2 separate regions of the Mus musculus genome follow, and region 1 is linked to region 2. A link is a contact called in public HiChIP or PLAC-seq data. All regions are on one chromosome and are shown on one strand. The core of a region is the stretch at or near the end of the contact, and the rest is flanking DNA. Distances in the headings are between cores, read along the strand shown. Region 1 holds the start of Ptges3 (prostaglandin E synthase 3). Region 2 overlaps Rbms2 (RNA binding motif, single stranded interacting protein 2).

Region 1 (4,610 bases), core at 10-2,509, 110 kb after region 2:
TACAATCGTTAAACTTTTTTTTTCAACTACAATCCGTAACTTTTAGTGCTGTGCATAGCAGCCACCCACACCACCCTCAAGTACTGTAATTCAATTCTCTCATATTTGAAAGTTGTCCAGGCTAGAAAAATAAGGGCAAAAATTCTTAGATTAAAAGAATCTGTAACCTCCATATAAACAAATTAAGACCTTCAGGCAAGTGAGATGGTCATTTTATACCTGTTTCACCTCCGCATACAAAGAGCATGACGAAATGCCACCCAAAGTTTATTGAGGTACAGAGAAGAAAAGAGTCCACAAGTATCTTGTGACTAGACACGTGCAGAACTACCTGCTCCATAGTAACTATTACTCGCTGCCAAGGAGGTGACCGCATTTGCTAGCGTTCACCATTTTCAAGAGACCCGAGATGTGGGAACGGGAAGTTTCGTTGTGGTGACGGCATGGCCCCCTCTAGTTGCCTAGCAGTGCCTGCCGCCGAGGGCCGCGTGGTGCCCTACCGGTAGCACCGGCTTACGGCGGCACCCACAAATGCTCTCAGCCCGGTCCTGCCGGGTCCGGGCATCAGCACCGAGCGGCAGGACTCCACGGCTCCCGGCGCCCTCATGGCGGAAAGCTCACACACGAGTTTAGGGCCTAAGGCTAAGTTCCCAGAGTTCCGAGAGAGCCAGGCTGTCTAGGGAAGAAAAGTGGGATTTCTGGCACGAGGAATCCGGGGGTCGATCTGGAGGTGGGGAAACGGACATCTGGAGGAAAAATGTCCTCCAACGGTAACAGGAACAAGGATGCAGGCCCTCCCACCCCACGGCAGGGCTGCCACCAGCGCGGGCGGGGAGAAAGGCGAAGGGCCGAGGGTGGGGGGAGGGCGAGGGGCCGTTTCCCGGCAGCCGGGGCTCCCGGCGCGGCCTCGCTCCGCTCCGGGACGACCTTCCGTCGGCGGGATGTCGCACTCACATGGTGAACGGGGCAGAGGGCCAGACAAACGGGTGGGCGGGCCTCGCTGGCGGCGGCTGGCGAGTCGACTCCTCTCCGGCGGCGACTCCGGCGGTCTCTGCCCGGTCGCGGCCTCTCCTCGCTCCTCTTAGGCGACGGCGGCGGCGGGCTCGGCCTCGATGCCCAGAATGCACCGCGCGGAGAGCGGCTCCCTCAACCCGGGAGAGAAGGAAAGTGTAGGAAAAGGGGCGCGAGGACGGAGAAGGAGCGTGCGTGCGCGCGAGGGGTGGCGAGGCCGGGCGGCGGCTGGTGACGCAGCAAAATGCCCGGGCCGGCCGCCGCGCGTGCGCAATCGCCGTTTCCAGGCTCTGCGCGGTTTTCTAGAGATCTCTACGGAAGGGGCGGGGCCTCCCGGCTCCTTCGCGATCCTTCCCGCGCCCGCCCCTCCCCTCGACCCTCCGGCTGCCCCGTTCGCGCCTGTCTTCCCGGGCTCCGGTCTCGCGTTAGCAAGCCGTTGGCCGCCAACCGCCTGAGCACGCTCGCGGGCGATCTCCCCGAGAGACGTAGGGGCCGCCCTGGAAGGCGGTGGGACGCTGCGGCGTATACAGCAGACCCCAAGGCGATGTGTGGGGATTGTTTTGTCTTAGACAGGGGTGCCTGCCGCAAACCCAGGTTGGCCTCGAGTTCAGTCGCCCGAGTCCGGGATTGCAGTCCTGTGCCAAAGCCACCACGCCCGGCAACGCCGGTTGCATCCGTGGAAAAACGGCTTCGTCCTTAAAGCCTGGACCACTCGCTGTTTTTCTGATTGTCCGGATCCCGCCTGGGCTCCTTTAGCGGAGGAGCTGCTTTTGCCTCTTTGCCTTTAGGGGCGCGCCTCTCCCCCCTGCTTGGAGACATTGGCGCCCTGGGGGAGGCGAGGAGGGAAGTTTCTAGATTAATTCGCTGTCTCCTTGCGTGAGTTCAGATGAGGTGGTTAAGGATCTATTTGAAAATCCTTTGACTGGTTTTGTATACAATGCCCTGGGTTAAATGGGGTTAGTAGCCAAGAACAATCTCTGCTTATCAAAAACTGACGGATTAGGGCAGAGGTAGACCAATGAGCCACTATTAGGACATCAGGTTTTTAGAGTAATCCTGCTTCAGTCTCTTATGTGCTGGTATTACAGGCTTTTTTCTTTTGATATTGATGTCAGTGCAGACTAATTGGTGATGTTGGCTGTATAGTCCAGATCCAATTGCCTGATGTTAAGAACTTTACCACCTGTCAGGGAAATGAAAATTAGTCTGGTGTAGTGTCACAGGCTTGTAATCTCAGCTGAAGGAGCTGGGACAACTTGGTAGTGTGGGCAACTTCCCTGTTTCAAATTTCCATTTTTTCCCGAGGTGATGTAAGTATTCTGTCAACAATTATGTATGTGTACCGTGTGTGTGCCTGATTCCCACACAGAGGTCAAAAATAGGGCCTGAGATCCTTTGAAACTAGATCATGTGAACCATGTAGGTTCTGGGAATAGAACCTATGTCTTTAAGAGCACCCAGTGTTCTGACTGCTGAACCATTAACTCCAGTTCCCTCAAAATTCGAAAAGAGCTAGGGTTCATGGCCCATGTCTGTAATCCCAACAGTGGGTTGGCAGGTAGAAGCAGGTTGATCTCTGAGTTTGTCCAGCCTTGTATATATAAAGACACATGCCTCAAAAAATCAGACTTGCCGGGCGGTGGTGGTGCACACCTTAAATCCCAACACTCCGGAGGCAGAGGCAGGCAGATTCTGAGTTCGAGACCAGCCTGGTCTACCAAGTGAGTTCCAGGGCAGCCAGGGCTACACAGAGAAACCCTGTCTCAAAAATCAAAAAACAAAACAAACCCCCCCCCCAAATCAGACAAAAACAAAACAGACAACCCCACCCCCCAAAAAGAAACATTTTCAATTTCAATAAAGGTTAGGATGTAGCTCAGTGGTAGAGTACTTGCTTAGCATGGGTAAGCCCTGGGCTTAGACCATGACACCAGCAACTACTAACACATCCCCAAAAGAAAAAAGACCCACTGTTATAATGGAAAATTGAAAAGTGTTAGAAGCACAAAAAAAGAGGGACATGTTAACTGGAAGAAACAGAACAGGCCTTGTTAAGAAACTTTTATCAGGGATGAAGAAATAGCTCAGAATTTAGAGCACTGGCTGCTCTTCTATAAGACCTGGGTTCAGTTCCATTAGTCCCAGGATATCTGACCTCTGGCCTCCAATGGCACCAGGCATGTGCATTGGGCATAGATACTACACACAGGCAAAACACCCCCACACAAAACTTAAACAAGGCCAGGTATGACATATGCCCTTAACCCTAGCACAGTTAAAATCAGGCCATCCAGGGCTATGCAGTGATTGATACTGTCTCAAAAAAAAAAAAAAAAAATGATGATGTAGAAGTTGACAGCACTTACTGCTCTTCCAGGAAACTCAGGCTCAATTGTCAGCTTCCACATGGTGACTCACTGTAACGTGGTGCAAAGGCACATACATACATACATACATACATACATAATACATTCATAATACATACATACGCAAAACACCAGTACAAGTAAAATAATGAAAATAGGATGGAAGGCCTTCAGTTCATAAGAAAATAGTTCAACCTACCTTTTTGCTTTGTTGTAATGCTAGGGACTGAGCCCAGTGCCTCCTGTGTCCTTTACCCATCCCCATTTTGACCTGCTTGTCTTAGGGTTATTCTCTAGGACCCAAGGCAACCCTTGGAAGAAGGGTTTTGAAAATGTTGGCAACAGTGAAAGGAAATGAGTGCAGAATAAAATGTGTGATGAGAGCCCGGCGTGGTGGCGCACGCCTTTAATCCCAGCACTCGGGAGGCAGAGGCAGGCGGATTTCTGAGTTCGAGGCCAGCCTGGTCTACAAAGTGAGCTCCAGGACAGCCAGGGCTATACAGAGAAACCCTGTCTCGAAAAAAACCAAAAAAAAAAAAAAAAAATGTGTGATGAGAGGAGGAGTTTGCTTCTGGGAGGAGTTTGCCCATGCCCACAGCATGGTACACTTTGCAGTGCCAGTGCCTTCACGACACAAGATATCAACAACACTTTGGAATTACTTTGAGACTGTTGCATGTAATAAGACTGCAGTGTCATTTACTATAACACAAAAGTTTTTATTATACAGGCTTAATTATGTAAAACAAAATACTTTCCTACTATTAGAATACAAATATCCAGTGAGGGTATGGTTGGCTTGTATTGATAAAAAATATTCATTCTTCAATTGACATTTGAGAGGTCAGTGCTCTTTTTAAATTCTCCATTACCCATGTCAAGCAGTTGACACTGAATCTAGACTTCTTCCTTTGTGGAGGAAAATGAACTCAGGAGCTAGTAATGCTTCCTTCTGCCGAACTAAAATGCACAGCCTTGGTTTCAAGGCTCCTGTGCATGCTAGCGAAACATTCTACAACTGGGCAAAACACCCCCAGCTTGGAATACATTGTATTTTTAGTATTAGGTATTGAATTGTACATGACAAGCAAACACTCTATCATCTGAGTTGTATTCTAGTTTTTGTTGTTGTTGGTTTTTTTTTTTTTTTTTGGTTTTTTGAACAGTAGTTCTCTATGTAGCCCTGGCTGTCCTGGAACTCATTGTGTAGACCAGGCTGGTCTCAAAACTCAA
Region 2 (4,561 bases), core at 1,912-4,411:
TAACCAACCTTCTGGCTTTCATAGACACCAGACACGCAAGTGGTGCACAGACAAATATGCAAGCAAAATGCTCATACAGATAAAAGTTAATCTTAAAAAATAAAAACAAAGCCGGGCGTGGTGGCGCACGCCTTTAATCCCAGCACTCGGGAGGCAGAGGCAGGCGTATTTCTGAGTTCGAGGCCAGCCTGGTCTACAAAGTGAGCTCCAGGACAGCCAGGGCTATACAGAGAAACCCTGTCTCGAAAAACCAAAAAAAAAAAAAAATAAATAAAAAAAATAAATAAAAACAAAGCCCGGCGGTGGTGGCGCACGCCTTTAATCCCAGCACTCTGGAGGCAGAGGCAGGCAGATTTCTGAGTTCGAGGCCAGCCTGGTCTACAGAGTGAGTTCCAGGACAGCCAGAGCTAAACAGAGAAACCCTATGTCAAAAACAAACAAAACAAAACAAAACACAGAGAACACTTGGTGCTCTTACAGAGGACCTGGGTTTATTCCCAAGCATCTATATGATAGTTCACAACCATCCAAGATTCTGGTTCCAGGCGGTTCTTTCCTTCATGGGCACCAAGCATACACATGGTGCATATACATTCTTGCATGTAAAACACTCACACTTAAAAAACAATTAATAAATCTCAGAAAAACAACAGCAAACAAATCAAAAGACAACACAAACAGAACCAGGATTGTTTTATTTTTGAACTGTCTCATATTTTTTACTTTCCAAGGGAAGATTTCTCATGAGTAGTTTGTGACAGTCATGATTTTCTTTTCGACTTATTTTGTGTGTAGAGACCATCTCGAGTAGCTCAGGCTGATCTCAGCCTTGATAAAGTAGCTAAGGCTGCCCTTGAATTCCTGATCCTCTACCTCTCGAGTCCTGGGATGACTTCATGTGGCACCACGTCTGGCTGGTTTTCTTGTTCCCTGCGCTTGCGTGTGCATGCGTGCACTCGCGCAGCAGACATTTCAGCCAGGCTGGCTTTACCAGTGAGCTCTGAGGATCCTCTTGTCCTGTCCCAGTGCTGGGGTTAATAGTCATGTGAGGCCACGCTTGATTTTACGTGTATTCTGGGGAAGAAACTTTTTTTTCATGTCAAGAATGTTTGCGGCATGTAAATGTGTACCACATGTGTGTCTGGTGTCCGCAGAGGCCATAAGAAGGTGTCCGATGGTTGTGAGCTGCCACGTGGGTGCTGGGAACTGAATCTGGGTTTTCTGCAATAGCCCCTGTAAGTGCTCAGTGCTTTTTTTTTTTAATACCAGGTCAATGCAGATGACAATTTTTTTTTAAGATTTATTTATTATATGTAAGTACACTGTCTTCAGACACTTTTTCTTCTCGCTGTGACTCACTTGCTGTTGCTGTCTTCAGACACCTCAGAAGAGGGCATTAGATCTCATTACAGATGGTTGTGAGCCATCATGTGGTTGCTGGGATTTGAACTCACGACCTTGGGAAGAGCAGTTGATGCTCTTAACCGCTAAGCCATCTCTCCAGCCCGTTCAGTGCTCTTAAACACTGATGCTTAAACACTCCAGCCGCTGGTGCTGAGAATCTGAACCCAGGTCCTTATGTCCTACCCAGCTGCCTCCCCAGTCCTTAGTTTTAATTTAATTTCTTTATCTGTCATAGCTATAGTAATGTAGTCAAATATAAGGACAAGTGTAGTGATACAAACTTGTAATCCCGGTGACTCAGGAGACTGAGATCAAGACTGTATTCAAGGCCAGTCTTGGCTGTGTAAGACCTTGCCTCAAAGAAAGAAAGGAAGGGAACAACAGCGAGGGAGCTCTGAGGTTACTACTCTTGAAGCGACCAGAGTTACATTCTCAATGCCCATCTCAGGTACCTTGCCTATAAATCCAGTTTCAGAAGGACTGGATGCCTCTGGCCTCTTTGCTCTCAGGAGCCAGGAGCTCATATTCACACCAACGACACACACACACACAGACACACACACACACACAGACACACACACACACACACACACACACACACACACACAGACACACACACACACACACAGAGACACACACACATGCCGGGGTGGAGGGGGCACAGGAGACAGGCAAGCTGGCACTTAGAGATCATTACATTTTTTTAAATTAAATTTTATTTTAAATTCTGTTTATGTATGTAGGTACGTGCATGCATGTATAGATGCCTGCAGAGGCCAGGGGTGCCATTGCCCTTAGATGCAGACTTACAAGCAGTTGTGAGCCACCAGATGTGGGTGCTGGGAACTGAATTTGGATCCTCTACAAGAGCAATATGAGCTCTTAACTACTAAGCCATTTCTCTAGCTCCTAAAAGTCTGTCTTCCTTCCTTCCTTCCTTCCTTCCTTCCTTCCTTCTTTCTTCCTCCCTCCCTCCCTCCCTTCCTCCCTCCCTAAGGGATAGGGTTGTAGGTCTATGTTAAAACACTTGCTTGGCTTATTCAAGGCTCTGGGTTCTATCCCTAGTACTAAATATATAAATTGATAAATAAAAAAAACCTAAAATCAGCTAATAAAGGCAGTCTTTCTTGGGATATAGTGTTAAATTTCTATGCATTGGAATTAAAATAGCAACAAAAGGGAAGCAAGCTTGTCAGCATTTGCTTGGAATCCTGGCATTTTGGGAACAGAAACAGAATAACTACATGGAGTTTGAGGTCAGCCAGCCTGTTCTCAGAGCAAATTTCAGCCCAGTAGAGCAAGACTCTGTCTTAAAGAAGGAAGGAAAGAGGGAGGGAAGAAAGGAAGGAAGGAAGGAAGGAAGGGAAGTAGGGAGGGAGGGAGCTGTGGGTAAATATAAAGTTACAAAATAGCCCAGGCAGTAGTTGTGGGTGCCCTTGATCTCAGCACTTGGGGAAAGAGGCAGACAGATCTCTGTGAGTTTGAGGCCAGCCTGATCTACGGAGCAAGTTCCAGGACAGCCAGGGCCTCAAAATACCAAGAGGGGGAAAGTTACAAGATGGAAAGGTGTGGATTTCAAAAAGGCTTGTACAAGATATTTTAATGTGATCATTTAAAAAAAGCTAATGGCCTTGAGTTAGATAAATAACAGAGCAAGAAAGGTTCGTTGTAGGTCTCGAGACTGTGCCTTCATTTTAGCAGGACTGCCCCCTCACAGACATGAGATAGGTGAGTAGGAGGGGAAATGTCTAGGAATAAAGGAATCCGAATTTGTGAGGTTTCTAACCACGCCTTCCTTGACATCATCTCCCTGGCATCTGTTGTTAAACTTAACCCTCACAGCAACAAACATTTCCTCCAGGAAAAGAAAAGGGGCTACTTTGTTTTTCTTACCCCCCCTCCCCCCCACGTGTCTGTGTTAGGTAGCTGTGCTCATGTGTGTGTGTTGGGGGGGGTGTGCTCAAGACTGAGGGCAGCGGGGCTGGTGAGATGGCTCAGTGGGTAAGAGCACCCGACTGCTCTTCCGAAGGTCCGGAGTTCAAATCCCAGCAACCACATGGTGGCTCACAACCATCCCTAACAAGATCTGACGCCCTCTTCTGGAGTGTCTGAAGACAGCTAAGTGTACTTACATATAATAAATAAATAAATCTTTAAAAAAAAAAAAAAAAAAAGACTGAGGGCAGCAATCTTTACCTTACTCATTGAGGCAAGGTCTGCCGGTTGAAGCAGAGCTCAGCATTGCAGACTCTGGCTTGCCAGCTTGTTCCAGGGGTTCCATGTCCCACAGCCACCTTTGGGGCCTGGAGTCACACACAGGTAGCTCACAAGTTCACTTGGGATTTGTGGCATTCCCGAGTGCTTGGCAAATTTCTTTACAGCTATCTCCCAGCTGTTGTGTGTGATGTTTTGAGAGGGGTCTCTCTGTAGCTCAGGCTATCCTTATCTCCTGATCCTGGGGTTGTAGGAATGTACCACACTGCCTGGCATGGGACTGTCTTTTATTTGAGATAATTTACCTTCCCCATAGATTTTGCTCACATGGCATGGTGATGTTCATAAATAGTTCAAGCACTTGGGGAGGTCCAGGCAAGAGGCAGTGAGTTCAAGAGTAGCCTCAGCTCTGTTCTTGGGTCAAGGCCACTGGAAGCTACCTAAAATGTGTCTCAAAAAACAAACAAACCAAAAAAACCTTATTTCCTGCCCCACATGTATCTCAGTCCACATAGACTTCTACTTCTGCTCTGTGGGAGGAGTCTTCACTCTTCTCTCCTGGCTCCTAGGTCAACAGTCATAACCCTTGGCTCTCTTACCTGCTCTCCTGTCTTCTTCCTCTTGAGTGAGAAATGATCTGTTTGCAACAGAGGGCAGAGACCTCTTCTCTCCCACGGTTTAATGTGAGGGCTTACCAGGCCAGAGCTCTTTAGAGCTACATCCCCTGCCCTCCCCGTTTCCCCTCTCTTCCATTTTAGTCCAAACTTGTGCTTCCTTGATCATTCAACTTCTTAAGCCAGGGTTGGTGGTGCATGCCTTTGGCCTTGGTGGGCAGTGCCATCCCTGGGCTGGGGTCCTGGGTTTTATAAGAAAGCAGGCTGAGCAAGCCTGGGGAAGCAAGCCAGTAAGCAGCACCCCTCCATGGCCTCTGATTCAATTGCTG

What was found. HiChIP or PLAC-seq counts read pairs in DNA pulled down with a chosen protein or histone mark.
Region 1: a contact with region 2 is called in an H3K27ac HiChIP or PLAC-seq map of trophoblast stem cells, with 22 read pairs. The contact joins the promoter of Ptges3 here to the enhancer-like site in region 2. A contact is called at or near these places in 7 of 39 promoter capture datasets (HPC-7-derived erythroid cells, cranial neural crest, fetal liver and 3 more), 1 of 484 Hi-C or Micro-C datasets (B cells), 12 of 115 datasets of contacts at active chromatin or transcription factors (the SCID.adh cell line, bone marrow-derived macrophages, craniofacial prominence and 7 more) and 4 of 9 other capture datasets (adipose tissue, liver, macrophages and 1 more).

The regions. Positions count from the first base shown.
Region 1 is chr10:128,055,631-128,060,240 of GRCm38.p6, reverse strand. It overlaps Ptges3 (prostaglandin E synthase 3), which reads right to left and starts at 1,259. Exons shown (of 8, transcript NM_019766.4): 1 at 955-1,259. The coding sequence starts at 956.
Region 2 is chr10:128,165,926-128,170,486 of GRCm38.p6, reverse strand. The region is part of intron 1 of Rbms2 (RNA binding motif, single stranded interacting protein 2); the gene reads left to right. Among named protein-coding and RNA genes, the nearest start is that of Rbms2, 8.4 kb to the left of the region's middle. Within about 2 kb of position 3,161, at least 24 of the 459 cell types and tissues checked have an H3K27ac peak or open chromatin away from gene starts, as enhancers often do. A contact at or near this core is called in the SCID.adh cell line and trophoblast stem cells, where this site is marked.